Linked DNA regions of Mus musculus: region 2 is linked to region 1. A link is a contact called in public Micro-C data. All regions are on one chromosome and are shown on one strand. The core of a region is the stretch at or near the end of the contact, and the rest is flanking DNA. Distances in the headings are between cores, read along the strand shown.

Region 1 (6,256 bases), core at 2,747-5,246:
ACAGAGAAAGAATTGAAATGCAGCCCATAAATAGAAAATAATTCAGATACCTGTGTGTGTCGCTCCACACCCAAGAGCTGTGATGTAAGGTCTCAGAGGTGAACTTCTTAAAAAGACAAAGGACTGGAACATTTCAAGCCAAATAAAGCCTTTTTGTTTTTCTTTCTCTTTTGGCATCCTTCACCTCAACTTTAAGAACAATGCATGCTTGAGGACTTTCTCAAGGTCACCTCTGTGCTGAGTTGTCACATGAGCCAGCGGACTGGCCTAATGCCATGTTTACAGACCAAATTACCCTCTTATTTGTATCAGCACAATTCGGCAGATTATAAACTGCAGTTCCTTAGCAGCATTTCAATAAGTCTCTCACAAAACACTCCTCTAATGATTTCCCAAAATAATAACCTTCTGTATTTTCCATCCACAAAACAGCCAGCCATCTCCACACAAGTTCCTTAAGAGATGAACAGAGTCTAACCTGATGCTCAGGTAGACACACAGAATAGAATGGTGGTGCCTGGGATGACTTGCCTTTGTTACTGAGGACTGGTGTGTGTGTGTGTGTGTGTGTGTGTGTGTGTGTCTGTCTGTCTGTCTGTCTGTGTGTATGTCTGTGTATCTGTGTGTACCTGTGTCTGTTTACCTGTGTGTCTGTGTATCTATGTGTGTGTGTCTGTGTATCTGTATGTGTGTCTGTGTATCTTATGTGTGTCTGTGTATCTGTATGCCTCTGTGTGTCTCTGTGTGCCTTTGTGTATGTGTGTGTCTGTCTGTGTGTGTATGTGTGTCTATGTGTCTGTGTCTGTGCATCTATGTGTGTCTGTGTATCTGTGTGTCTGTGTGTGTGTGTCTGTGTGTTTCTGTGTCTCTGTCTGTCTATGTGTGTTTCTGTCTGTGTGTGTCTGTGCATCTGTGTGTGTCTGTGCATCTGTGTGTGTCTGTGCATCTGTGTGTGTCTGTGTGTCTGTGTATCTGTGTGCCTGTGTGTCTATGTGTCTGTGTGTCTGTCTTTTAATCTGTCTCCTTCTGGTATCATTCCTTAGGAGCTTTCTATCTTGTTTTTAAGGCAGTGTCTGTTATTGGCCTGGAACCTATCAATTATGTTAGGGTGGCTGGGCCATCGAGCCCCAGGGACCAGCCTGTGTGTGTCTGCCTCTTTGGTGCTGAGATTACAAAAGCATCATAATGTGGCCTTTTGGGTTCTACAGACCAAACTCTAGCAAGCCCCTTACTGACTACATCACCCAGTCCTCTACTCAGGACTTGGTTTAGTCATTTCTTTTTGTTGCTATGATAAAGACACCAGGACTGGAAGCAATCTGGGGAGGAAAGAATTTATTTGGCTTACATAGCCCTTTCATGGTTCATCACTGGGGGAAGCCAAGACAGTATTGCACTTACCCACAGATAAACATGTAGACTGTTAGTTAACTCTTGGGACCATACGCATACTGAAAACAGTTATATATACACGGCAGCTTACTTGATGGGCCTTGTGTTGCTGTGATAAAGACCACGGCCAAAAGCAACTTGTGGAGAAAAGGGTTCATTTTAGCTTATACCTCAGGTCACACACACACCTTCCATCATTGAGGGAAGTCTGGGCAAGAACTCAAGCAGGAGCTGAAGTAGAGACCATGGAGGAAAGCTGCTTACTGGTTTGCTCCCCCTGCCTTGTTCTGTCTACCTCCTTGATACAACCCAGAACCACTTGCCCAGGGGGACACTGCCAGACCATGGGCTAGACCCTCTCACATTAAACCTTAACCAAGAGGATACTCCACAGAATTACCTACCATCCTGTCTTATGGGGGTATGTTATCAACTGGACCTCCTTCTCCTCAGATGATTCTAACATGTCAAGGTGATAAAAACAGCAACAACAACAACAACAACAACAAAACAAACAAACAAACAACCAGAATAGCATTTCAAATCATCTGCTGCAGAATAGATTAAAATGTCAACAGCTAGAAGCTGGAATTTTTTTTTTTTTAAATCTCCAAAATGTAGACACTACTACAGTCCTGACTCAGGTGACAGCTGTTGGAAGGACTTTTGAGAGGCATCTCAAAGCAGGGGATGGAAAGAAGGTTGCTTCTATACCTACCGACAAGTACACTCTGGAGGCAGGCTAGGATCCAGCAAGCATCTCACCTGGCTTCACCTGCCTGATGCAGGATGCTACTGTCTGAGACAAGCGTGGCTCTACTCACTTGTCTCCTTCTGCTGCGCACGTACCCTGGTATTTTCACAGTAATTACGAAGGAACAGTGTGTATGTGTGTAGGTGTGCCTGGGTGTACGTGAGTGCATGCACTATGTAAGCGTCTTTGTGCTTTTGTGATGCTGACCACAGGCAAGTACCATCCTGAAGCATCAGACCCTCGAAGCTCTTGCTCTATTCTCAAGAAGCCCATCTTCGCCTCCAGCTGATCCCAGTCCAGGGTCATCTAATTTGCATACATTTACATATTTACTGATAGGTCTCCGATTCAGTTAAAGGCATGTTCAGCAATTCACCAGGATGAAAGCCAGGATGGGTTTTTAAATCAAGTTGTCGCTTTGGGTTTTTGTCACTTGGAACCATCTTGCCTTGGCTTTGCTAAGTGGGCTACATAACAGGTCTTTTTCACTTGCTTTAAAATTCTTCAAAGGAAGCCAGGTATAGTGGAGCACCTCTTGAATCCTAGCACTTGGGAGGGAGAGGAAGGCAGACCTCTGTGAATTCGAGGCCAGCCTGGTCTACAGAGGGAGGTCCAGGATGAGCAGAGCTATATATAGTGAAACTCTATCTCAAAAATACCAATAATAAAATAATAATTTAAAATTTCTTCAAAGGAGGGAAAAGTAACTTCATAGCTCACATTGTACAGAGCTTAACAACGTTTGTCAAATCATTCTACTTAATAATAGATCACACTGCTACGAACATCCTTCTAGGTCCTAAAGAGATGGCTCTGTGGTTAAGAGCAGTGGCTGCTCTTATAGAAGACTTAGCTTCTGTTTCCAGCACCCACGTGCCGCTCCCGATGGTCTGTAACTCCAGTTCCAGGGGATCTGACAGTCTCTCTGGCCTCCTCAGGCACTGCAGGCATGTGAAGCACAGACAGACATGCAGGCAAGACCCACATACATTACCAAAAAAAAAGAATTACTTCCAAATGACTGATGTAAAATTGTTAATAAAATATGCCAGCTTATGACCAGAATTATCACTGGATGTGATGGTGACCCCACTGACATTATTGGGGACATGGAGGAGCGCCAGCATCTCAGGCTGTACCCCGATGTTTCTATGCCAGTCAACCATGAACCAGAGGGAACTGTACCAGAAAACCATGAGGGACCAGGGAGGGAGGCACACAGCCAGATGCAGGACTGCGACAGGACTGTGAGCACTGAGACAAAAGACATCAGAAGGTCATCGCAGGATCTTTGATGCCAACATCCATCATCACCATCGCCCTGTCACTCTGCAACACCCCCATTGAGCAGTTCCCCTTCATTGTCAGCAGCGCTGAGACAAGCATTTTTTTTTTCTCCTATAACTTTCTAAATGTTCTCCTTTCTCACCAGCTTCTCCAGCTGGGAATCAGCTGATCAGCCCCTTCTCCCTGAGCCTTCCTGGTGATCAGACCATAGGCTCAGTTGCTTTTTAAATAACTCCCTTCCGCTCACAGGAGAGAACACTTTAACTCAAAGGGGGGAAAATGGCATGTGGATGTGTTTCTACAGCAAGAGACAGGGTAAGATTACAGAAAAACACAGCGTGCTTTGTAGATTTGTGGTTAGTGAGAAGCAATCTGTCTGCCCTCTTTCCATTTACCTGTTTGTGGTGGAAAGTTATTTAGGAGACAGGTTGAGGAGTTGCTCCCGGGGTGGCCTTGGTGACTCTGACCACAGAAAGAGGTGGGACTGAGAACATGAGCATGCAGTTTATACAATGACAGCTGCTCTGCCTCTGGGACAGGCTGTGTTCTCTAAGCAAGAGGAGAGGCAGGCACCAACAAATACCAGGAATGTGGATTGCAGAGAGCATTAGTATACAGCAGATGCTGTAAGAAGGAGGATGATCACAAGGACCTGCTGTGCCAAAGGAATGCGAGGTTTCCTGGTGTCACTCACCAGAGACTTATTTTCCTTTCAAACTATGGTGTGGTCTAACCTTTTTATTTATGTCTCTGTAGGGGAGACTCCATGTGTACCCCAACAGCAGTGTTTCCATTGCTCCCCATTTTCTGTAAGGTAATGTCTGCCACCCTCGGCCCCTGTCACAGCCAATCCTTCTGCCCCATATCCAGTCCTAGGAAACCCGGTTCCTTTACAGCCAGCCTGTGTGATTAGAAATAATCTGTAAAGATTATTTGTATCATTAAAAGAAAAAAGTTCTTGATGTTCCTGGGCTTTGTCCAGGTTCATTTACAAACGTTCATTCCATGAATTTAGTAATAGCTCATACGCTCCTTGGCTTCAGTGTTGAACAGTCATTACATACAAAGAACTGGCTCATACCAGGAGGTGTTCACGAGAAACCTTGGATTGTATTTTTGGGAACTCTTCTCATCCCAGAGGGATTTGTTTTCGGTTTTAAATGTGGGTCCCATTGAGTCTTCCAGAAGCTAAGACGGCAAGCTCGTGAAACTTTCTGAAGAGTGTCACCAGCAGCACCTGTAAATTTCGAGTCACGTGGTTTCCCAGAAACCCCAGGAAGTCATCTCCTCCACTTCCTGTGAGGCTGAGCTGCTGGGAGGAACTATTTTAAATGAGAAGAACCAGACCTATCTGATGGAGAAAGCGGCACGTGTGCACAGAACTAGGTTTGTAAAGCTGTATCCTGACAGGAGAAGAGACATTCTAAACAGAAACACACTTGCTCCTTCCTTGGGCGACCGGACCTCCCCGAAATAAGTCCCCTCCTCAGAATCCAACCACAGGAGAAGGAAAGTAAAGCCGTGGTGCCAGCTAGAGCTAAAGGGGGACCGAACTTGCCTTCTGAGGAGGGATTTCACGGCTCTGACAGCTTAATTACTATATGCATATTTCTGAGATTTTTTTAAGTTTTGTTTTTTTTTTTCTTTCATCAAATTGTAATACCCTTACAGAAAAGAGGGAGAAAAGTAGGTATCTTCCTGTCTCTGTTTGGGCCAAATGTAAATAAATCCTCTTTCCATTATCAGCTTGCTCCTTATTTATTTATTTATTTATTTATTTATTTATTTTTGAAGATGCATTGGCTTTATAAAACTAATACCCCTCGGTAGTGAGGTCTCTTGTTCTATGGCTAAAGGGTAAGGCAGAAAGAACTGCTTTAGGAAGAGAGAAGAAAGTAAGACACCCACACAGCCACCGCCGCCAACACATCAGGGCCCATAGAGTAGCTAAAAGGCTGAGTCGGGGACAGGAGGCCAAATTGGTGCAGAACCTCATACATACGTGGTCACTAGAGCAGGGGACCACAGCATGGCAGCTACTCATCTCTATCCTTCCCCAGCACAAAAGGGACATCTCACACACAAAGGGTAAGAAAAAGAATGCAGCATTTGGGCTCAATGACCTTGTGTGCTCCATTTGGATGTGGTCCCTGGTTAGAAACCAAAGACAGCAAGTGTGTATATAGTATGTATGTATGTGCACCATGTACATGCACTGTCTAAGGGAGCATCAGATTCTCCCGGAACTGGAGTTACAGCAGTTGGTGAGCTGCCAGGGGGATGCTGAGGACAGCCAAGGCTCTTGAACCACTGAGCCATCTCTCCAGACGCAGTCTTCTTAATTTTAAAGGGAAGCAATTGGAGATCACACAATAAGAGACCCGTGAACAGGGTGTAATGTTAAAAAGAATTCATTGGTACCAAAGAAAAAAATGTAATTGGAGGCCAATGCAAATGAATAGAATACATCTGGCAAATTAACCTCAAATAATTTGATAGTATTGCATTGTCCCTCTAGAAACACAATAGTTATATCTCTATATGTTGTAACTTTATACCTCATAAACCTCTGTGTGACATGGCTGGGGACAAAAACAAGAAAAGGTGATTTATATACTATAGTACAGTCTCTGTTTAAAGAGTGGTGTCTTGAAAGCTTTCAATGGTTAAACAAAAATTTGATGGTTGATTCTTAATGACAAAGACTGATGGAAATTTGAATGAATCAACCCTAATGGGAGCTCGAAAAGGAGACTCACACTCTCCCATGGGATGTACACACAGCTATATTTTTCTCTCTGTAGTCAGACACGAAAACTCACT
Region 2 (6,256 bases), core at 1,413-3,912, 250 kb before region 1:
TTTGATTGTCACCGGGTTATAATGACTATAGTTCATTGATTACATACATTGAAGCAAATATTTTAATTTCTGTTTTTAAAGTATGCGGCTTAAAGTATGTCAGGCAATTGGGACAAAGCACAACCCTTGTCATGCTAGACTCCCTGATGTATGTGTTGAACCTTCTTAATTAAGCTGGTCCTTGATTAAATATTTACTTATTGTTTTTTACAATGCCCATACAGATTAATTCATTAAATTACTTCTATTTAAGTCATTAAAGCTATTTCCTGTGTGGCATTCACCTGTGGTTTTTACCAAGAAAAGGAAATTAGCTGCAGTAATAAAAACCTCTCGTTCATCTTCAGGGATTTTTCTGGATCTCTTCGCCAACATATGATCTTGTCTTAGTGCCCATCTGCCCCTGGAAAGAGTATTGATAGAGTCAAATCTCACCTGTTGCATAGGTAAAGTCTTCCTTTACTAACAGCAGCTATACTTAGAACTGCTTGTTTGCTAATCTAAACAAAACATAATTATTTCTGGCCAATGAAGAAAATAAGAGCGTGGGCTGAAGAGATTGCTCAGTGGTTAGAGCACTGGCTGCTCTTGTAGAGGGGGAAGACCTACGTTCCCAGCACCTGTGTGGTGGCTCACAACTGTCTAAAACTCCGGTCCCAGGGTATCTGATGCCCTCTTCTGGCATTTCCAGATATCTGTATGTACACATAATGTACACACAAGCAGGCAAAACACTCATACCCATAGAAAATAAAAATAAACACATTTTTAAAAATAAGAACATTATGTTTTTTTCTCAGCCTGTATCATCTAAGAACATATTTAAGTGACTCTGAATAAGTAAGTAAGTAAGCCAGAAGAAGATCTAACCAGCTTACTGTAGACATTACCAGGAAGCTGGCCTTCCCGACAGTAGGACGCTGGCCCTCAGGTGGGCACGCCCCATGAAGAGACGCTAATGACAGTGGCTTTTGTGGATCTAGTTCTGAGCACAAGGGAAGCATGAAATGGCTACTTCATAGAACATCTCTAACAAGCCTGATGTTCCAATAAGTCTGTAGTAAATTAGATGGTCATAGCCGTGCTGTTGTTATTTACAATTTAAACCATAGGGCCACTGTTGAAATGTCTCCTGGATTCATGCTTGGATCTAATGATGACTTTCATGGTTCTATCTGTCTCTGGGCCTCACACTGTTCCTAGGGGCATGCCAGCTGCCCCAGCTTAGTACCAGCATTAGGGATGAGTGTTGTGTTCTCATCCCGTGAGTGCACTACTGATATCTATTGTGGTAAGTAACCATTGGGAGTTCCTACCCCACCTTTAATATTTAGTTCCCTAGTAAAAGACATACAATTTTATATTTATAATAAGCCTTAAAAGACTGGCGCTGGGCTGATATCAACCCTCTATGCTATTATGTCTACTTCCCTGTCTTCTTCAATTGGCCAGGCATTGAGAACAATGGCTGTGTTCTCATGATCCACCTACCCATGGAGTCTTCTCCCTTCTCTTTTCTTTCTTTTCCTCTTCGTGGTCTCTGCCCCAGACCCCAAGCCCAGGAACTGAAACTCTGCCTACCTCTCTTCTTCTTTACATAACCAACAGTTTTAAATCAAGGAGCAAAGTTATATAGCACCATTTGGTGTACTTGCTAAGGAGATCCTGATCCTGATGCCCCTCATCAGGGGGCAGCCAAATCTTCAGAACCAGTATTTAGCATTACAATACATAACAACGGATGTCATTCTATTAACATTCTATTAACAGCTACCTTGGAATGTGTCCTGCTGAGTGTCCAACACCTTGCTAAACATTTCCCTTCTTTTCTTATTTAGTGTCCAGACATCCTGGTAGGCACCACCGGAACAACTGTTCACACACACAGAATTTTACTGCCTGTTGGAAAAAGGCTTCTTAACAGGCTGATGATGCAGACAGAGGTACACTTCCTCTGAGAAAAAGCAACCTCTGGGCATGGGTTCAGTGAATGCAATCTGAGCCTGGGAAGTTTCAACCTCATGACACCCATAAATACTTTGCCTGGGGAGCAGCCCAATACCTGCATGTTCAGTTGCCTTCCTCACTTCATAGTGGAGAAGCCAGGGCCTGGAGAAGTCAAGTGACTTGCTCAACATACACATTTGTGAGGCTCGGAGGGTACAAAGACCCAGACCCTGTTCCTAGTCTCTAGCACTGAAGGCGTCATGACATTTCATGGGTGTCCTAGGGACAAGGGAGTAATACTACTTCCAGAGTCCTGTGCCACAGCTGCTTCAAGACAACCCAGGGCATAACTGAGGGAGTTTTGCATGGCATTTCGGCATCTTTGGGTTACTACTGTAATAATAACAATGATTCATGATGACCCTGAACATTTGTGTAGTGCTTTGCAGCTCTATGTTTGTTCATTACTAGAAAAGTAGCTTAGAAAATCAACAGGTTCTCACAAAGATGCACGTATGGAGGGCCACAATGGGCATAGTGATCTCTATTACATTAATTGTACGGTGGAAGAAAAGAAAATTCACATGACTCCTAAAGGTCCAATAGTCAGAAAATGGCAGAGGGAATTTGAACTCTAACTTCTACCCCATGCTTGCTCTTCTGGTCACCATTGTCCATGTGAGCTCAGCTCTATCCATGCCAGTCAGTTACTGTTTATTGAACTGACAGCTCCCAAAATAAACAGCACACCAGACCTGTTGATAAGGTTTCCTGAAATCCAGGCCATGTCCTCACCAGATCTATTGTGTCTGAGGGATGGAGAGAAGGAGGTTGAATGTGTTTTAAAAAACTTTTCCAGGTGATTTAATTGTCTCTTTGACTATAGACTGTACCTGGTATTTCACTCTGGGGGTGACTGAAATGGCTCTGCATGGTAATGGCTACTTCAAGTCCTACCTGTGTTATCACCAAGATCTAATAATAGACATGCCTTGTGCTATCCAGTCTCTGATGGATTGACTAGTGTCATTATGCCAGTGTTCACTTTGCCTTCTACCCTCCCTCTCATCTTATAACTAAAGAAAATGAATGACTGTTATTATAACGTGTTGTGTGACACTATTCCTGGAGAGATACAAACAAAGATCTACTGATCCAGTAAGGAACCAAGGGCAGACCAAAATACTGACATCAGCAAAGTCGAACTTGGTGGGATGAATTTTACGGAGGTTACTTATAAGAGTATGAGTGAGAGTTTACTTACCTGACTCAAACATAGCATCGCCAAAGCCCACCTTAGCATGAGTGATGGCTCATAAAACCCAAACACTGTTCAACAGGTTGGAGAATATATTTTCCAGGCATCTAGGGGAATCTGAGCTGCTTATAAGCAGCTGATCGGATCAATGGAATCCAGGTAGCTTGGCTCCCCTGAGAATATTTCTCTAAAGCCTTTACTACTTAAATAAGCTTGTGTAGGGAGGGGCATAGTTAATCTGGTCAGTTTCAGGGACTTCCTGAAGCTTTTGAGTTATCTACTTCTCCCGACAGATTGCTTCACCTTGCTTTAGAACATTCTGTGTCTTGAGGAGCTTTCCCTTGAAGATGGAAGGTTTTTTTTTCTTTGGAGGAAGTTGTCACACATCAGGCCAAGGTAAAGAAAATGGACCAGCCCTAGTTGACATTTAATTAAATAAATCTTATTTATCTTTTGTCTAAGATACAAAAGTTTCTTGGGGGCCATTGATAAAGAACCTAGGGAAAACAACATATCTTTTTTAAAAATCCCAAATCATAACTTCATATTCAGAATATACCAAGATTCTCATTCACTTTATTTATTCAGCAAATATTTATTAGCACCTAGTAGGAAACATTGCCCCATCTTCTGCTAACTTAGTATTGAACACAACAAATAAAATCTATGATTTGACATGGCTTCCATTTAACTGGTAGAGATGGAAAATAATAAATACATAATTTAATAATAAATAATAATAAAATTATTGTGAGTGTTATAAATATCATGAAGAGAAAAAAAAGGTCAAGGAACTGGAGACTAGAAAGGGTGCTGATTTGGATCAGAGGGCCGGAAACCCCAGTTCTGATAGTTGAATTCCTGGTATCTTAAGCAGTTTTGGCAGATAAATAGAACCATAGAGTAGGTATAAAGATGGGAAGAGAAAATAATAGAAGCCAACAGTATAAGCAAGAAACTTTAAAAGCTTCCCAGAAATGTCCACCTTACTTTGTATCTCAGTTTCACATAAACTTGTTAGTTGCTAGTTTTAAGGCCTAGGGCTCAATGAAGGATGTTGAAAATGGTGCGTGATTCTTTGTTATGTAAACGAGAGAAATTATTTTAGCTCATTCACTTGGAAACGTCTTAAGTGGAATTAACTAAACAAGTTGTCTCTAAGATATCCAATTGAAAAAAATTCCCCAAAACTTGTATTTAAACATAACTGAATGAGGATAAACAATACTGAATGAGTATTCTGTGTCAGATTATTGGTTGTACTCTCTTAAGAATATAAATACGAAAAAGACACAAAATCTATCCCTCAGTGATGAGTGTAGTGGTCATGGATTGAGAAAGCCATTGAAGATGCAGTGGTATATTCATGATCAGTATAGTGGTCATGATGAGTGTAGTGGTCATGGATTGAGAGCGCCATTGAAGATTCAGTGGATTTGGTGAAGGAGGAGTCTTGGAATCACAGTCTGTGAAGGAAGGGCAGGGTTCGAGTAAAGAAGCACAGAAAGTGACATCAGCAATCCTTCCATTCTGCCAAACCTCAGGGAGAAGCAGGTGGGTAAGCCAAAGCCAGAGAGGCAGGCAAGCCACAGGACTGCCCCTTATACTTTGTCTTCTGCCCATAGCAGATACCTGCAGTTCTTAAATAAATTTGGATCATAGGTAATTCCCATCTTAATGACTTTGTGCTGGTGCAAAGATGACACACCTGCAATAGAAATCACCCTCCAAGTTGTGAATGTTGCTCTTTTCTTGATATAGTAGCATGTGGTCTGATTTTCTCTCTGAGTTCTCTTGATCTCTCTTGAGCAGCAGGCATGAGCCGGTGCCCATGCCATCATGAGTGTGCATGCCATCATGGGTGTGGAGTCAACCCATCCTTGACAACAGGCTATTGCCAATGTTGTTGGGTTTTGTTTGTTTGTTTTGCATATTGGTACTTGGAGTTTTCCCATCCACCATTCCTTTGAAACATCCAGCTGTATGCACAAATGAAGTAGCTTTCACTTCATTATAAAACAGACTTTGTGTCAGATGATCATGCCCAAACATAGGCTAACATAACTGAGCCCATTTAAGGTATCCTTGATACCAGCATGATGTTTGGCAAGTCATTTGGACATAGCCCTGTGATCTCATCTTAAGTCAAGGTTTTATCTACATGTAAATATGTGATTTTTTTCTTTATTCTGTCTTAAGTCTCACAAGTCCCTACTAATTTTTGTATCTATGCTTTTAGGGGAAAAAATGTGTATGGGTGTTTTGCCTAAATGTATGTTTGTGTATCAAATGCATACCTAGTGCCTAAGGAGGCCAGAATAGGGTGTCAGTTCCCCTGAAGCTGATATTTCAGATGGTTGTGAGCCACTTTGTAGATGGTGGGGATTGAACCTGGCTGCTTTGTAAGAATAGACAGTGCTCTGAACCCTTGGGTAATCTCTCCAGACTCATATCTTCACGTTTAAAATGACTTTGTTCGGGCTGGTGACAGGCTAGTGAGATGGCTCGGTGGGTAAAAGCACTGACTGTTCTTCCAAAGGTCCTAAGTTCAAATCCCAGAAACCACATGGTGGCTCACAAATACCTGTAATGAGATCTGACGCCCTCTTCTGGTGCATCTGAAGACAGTGACAGTGTACTCTTTGAGTCGGTGTGAGCTGGGTTGATCAGAGCAAGTAGAGGTCCTAAATTCAGTTCCCAACAAGCAGATGAAGGCTCACAACCATCTGTACAGCTACAGTGTGTACTCGTATACATAAAATAAATAAATAAATCTTAATTTAAAAAATGACTTTGGTCAAGAACAGTTCTTACATGGACAGTCACAAAGAGCATGAGGTCACCCATGGCTTATAGAAATGGCTCTTGCTGAGTTAGCATCCGTACAGGAGCTCTCAGGGATTCCCCTCTTCCTGTGCCCAAGGCCTCTTCCCTGCTAGCTTGGGTGCAGTCGCTTGGATTTGCAGGTTTGAAGTTAAATCGACTAGGTGGACTTATACGACTTCTTGATCCATTTTTTCAGGAGGCATTTAGCCAATAGTTCCCTTATTG

The links. Hi-C and Micro-C count contacts between places; a contact is called where the count stands out from the background.
Region 2: a contact with region 1 is called in a Micro-C map of trophoblast stem cells, with 3 times the contacts expected there. The contact joins two enhancer-like sites. A contact is called at or near these places in 2 of 484 Hi-C or Micro-C datasets (both in trophoblast stem cells) and 1 of 115 datasets of contacts at active chromatin or transcription factors (fibro-adipogenic progenitors).

Annotation. Positions count from the first base shown.
Region 1 is chr5:150,968,426-150,974,681 of GRCm38.p6, reverse strand. All of the region lies in intron 1 of Kl (klotho), which reads right to left. Among named protein-coding and RNA genes, the nearest start is that of Kl, 19 kb to the right of the region's middle. Within about 2 kb of position 3,996, at least 24 of the 459 cell types and tissues checked have an H3K27ac peak or open chromatin away from gene starts, as enhancers often do. A contact at or near this core is called in trophoblast stem cells, where this site is marked.
Region 2 is chr5:151,219,412-151,225,667 of GRCm38.p6, reverse strand. It overlaps a transcript of Stard13 not described here. Among named protein-coding and RNA genes, the nearest start is that of Gm52834, 9.1 kb to the left of the region's middle. Within about 2 kb of position 2,662, at least 13 of the 459 cell types and tissues checked have an H3K27ac peak or open chromatin away from gene starts, as enhancers often do. A contact at or near this core is called in trophoblast stem cells, where this site is marked.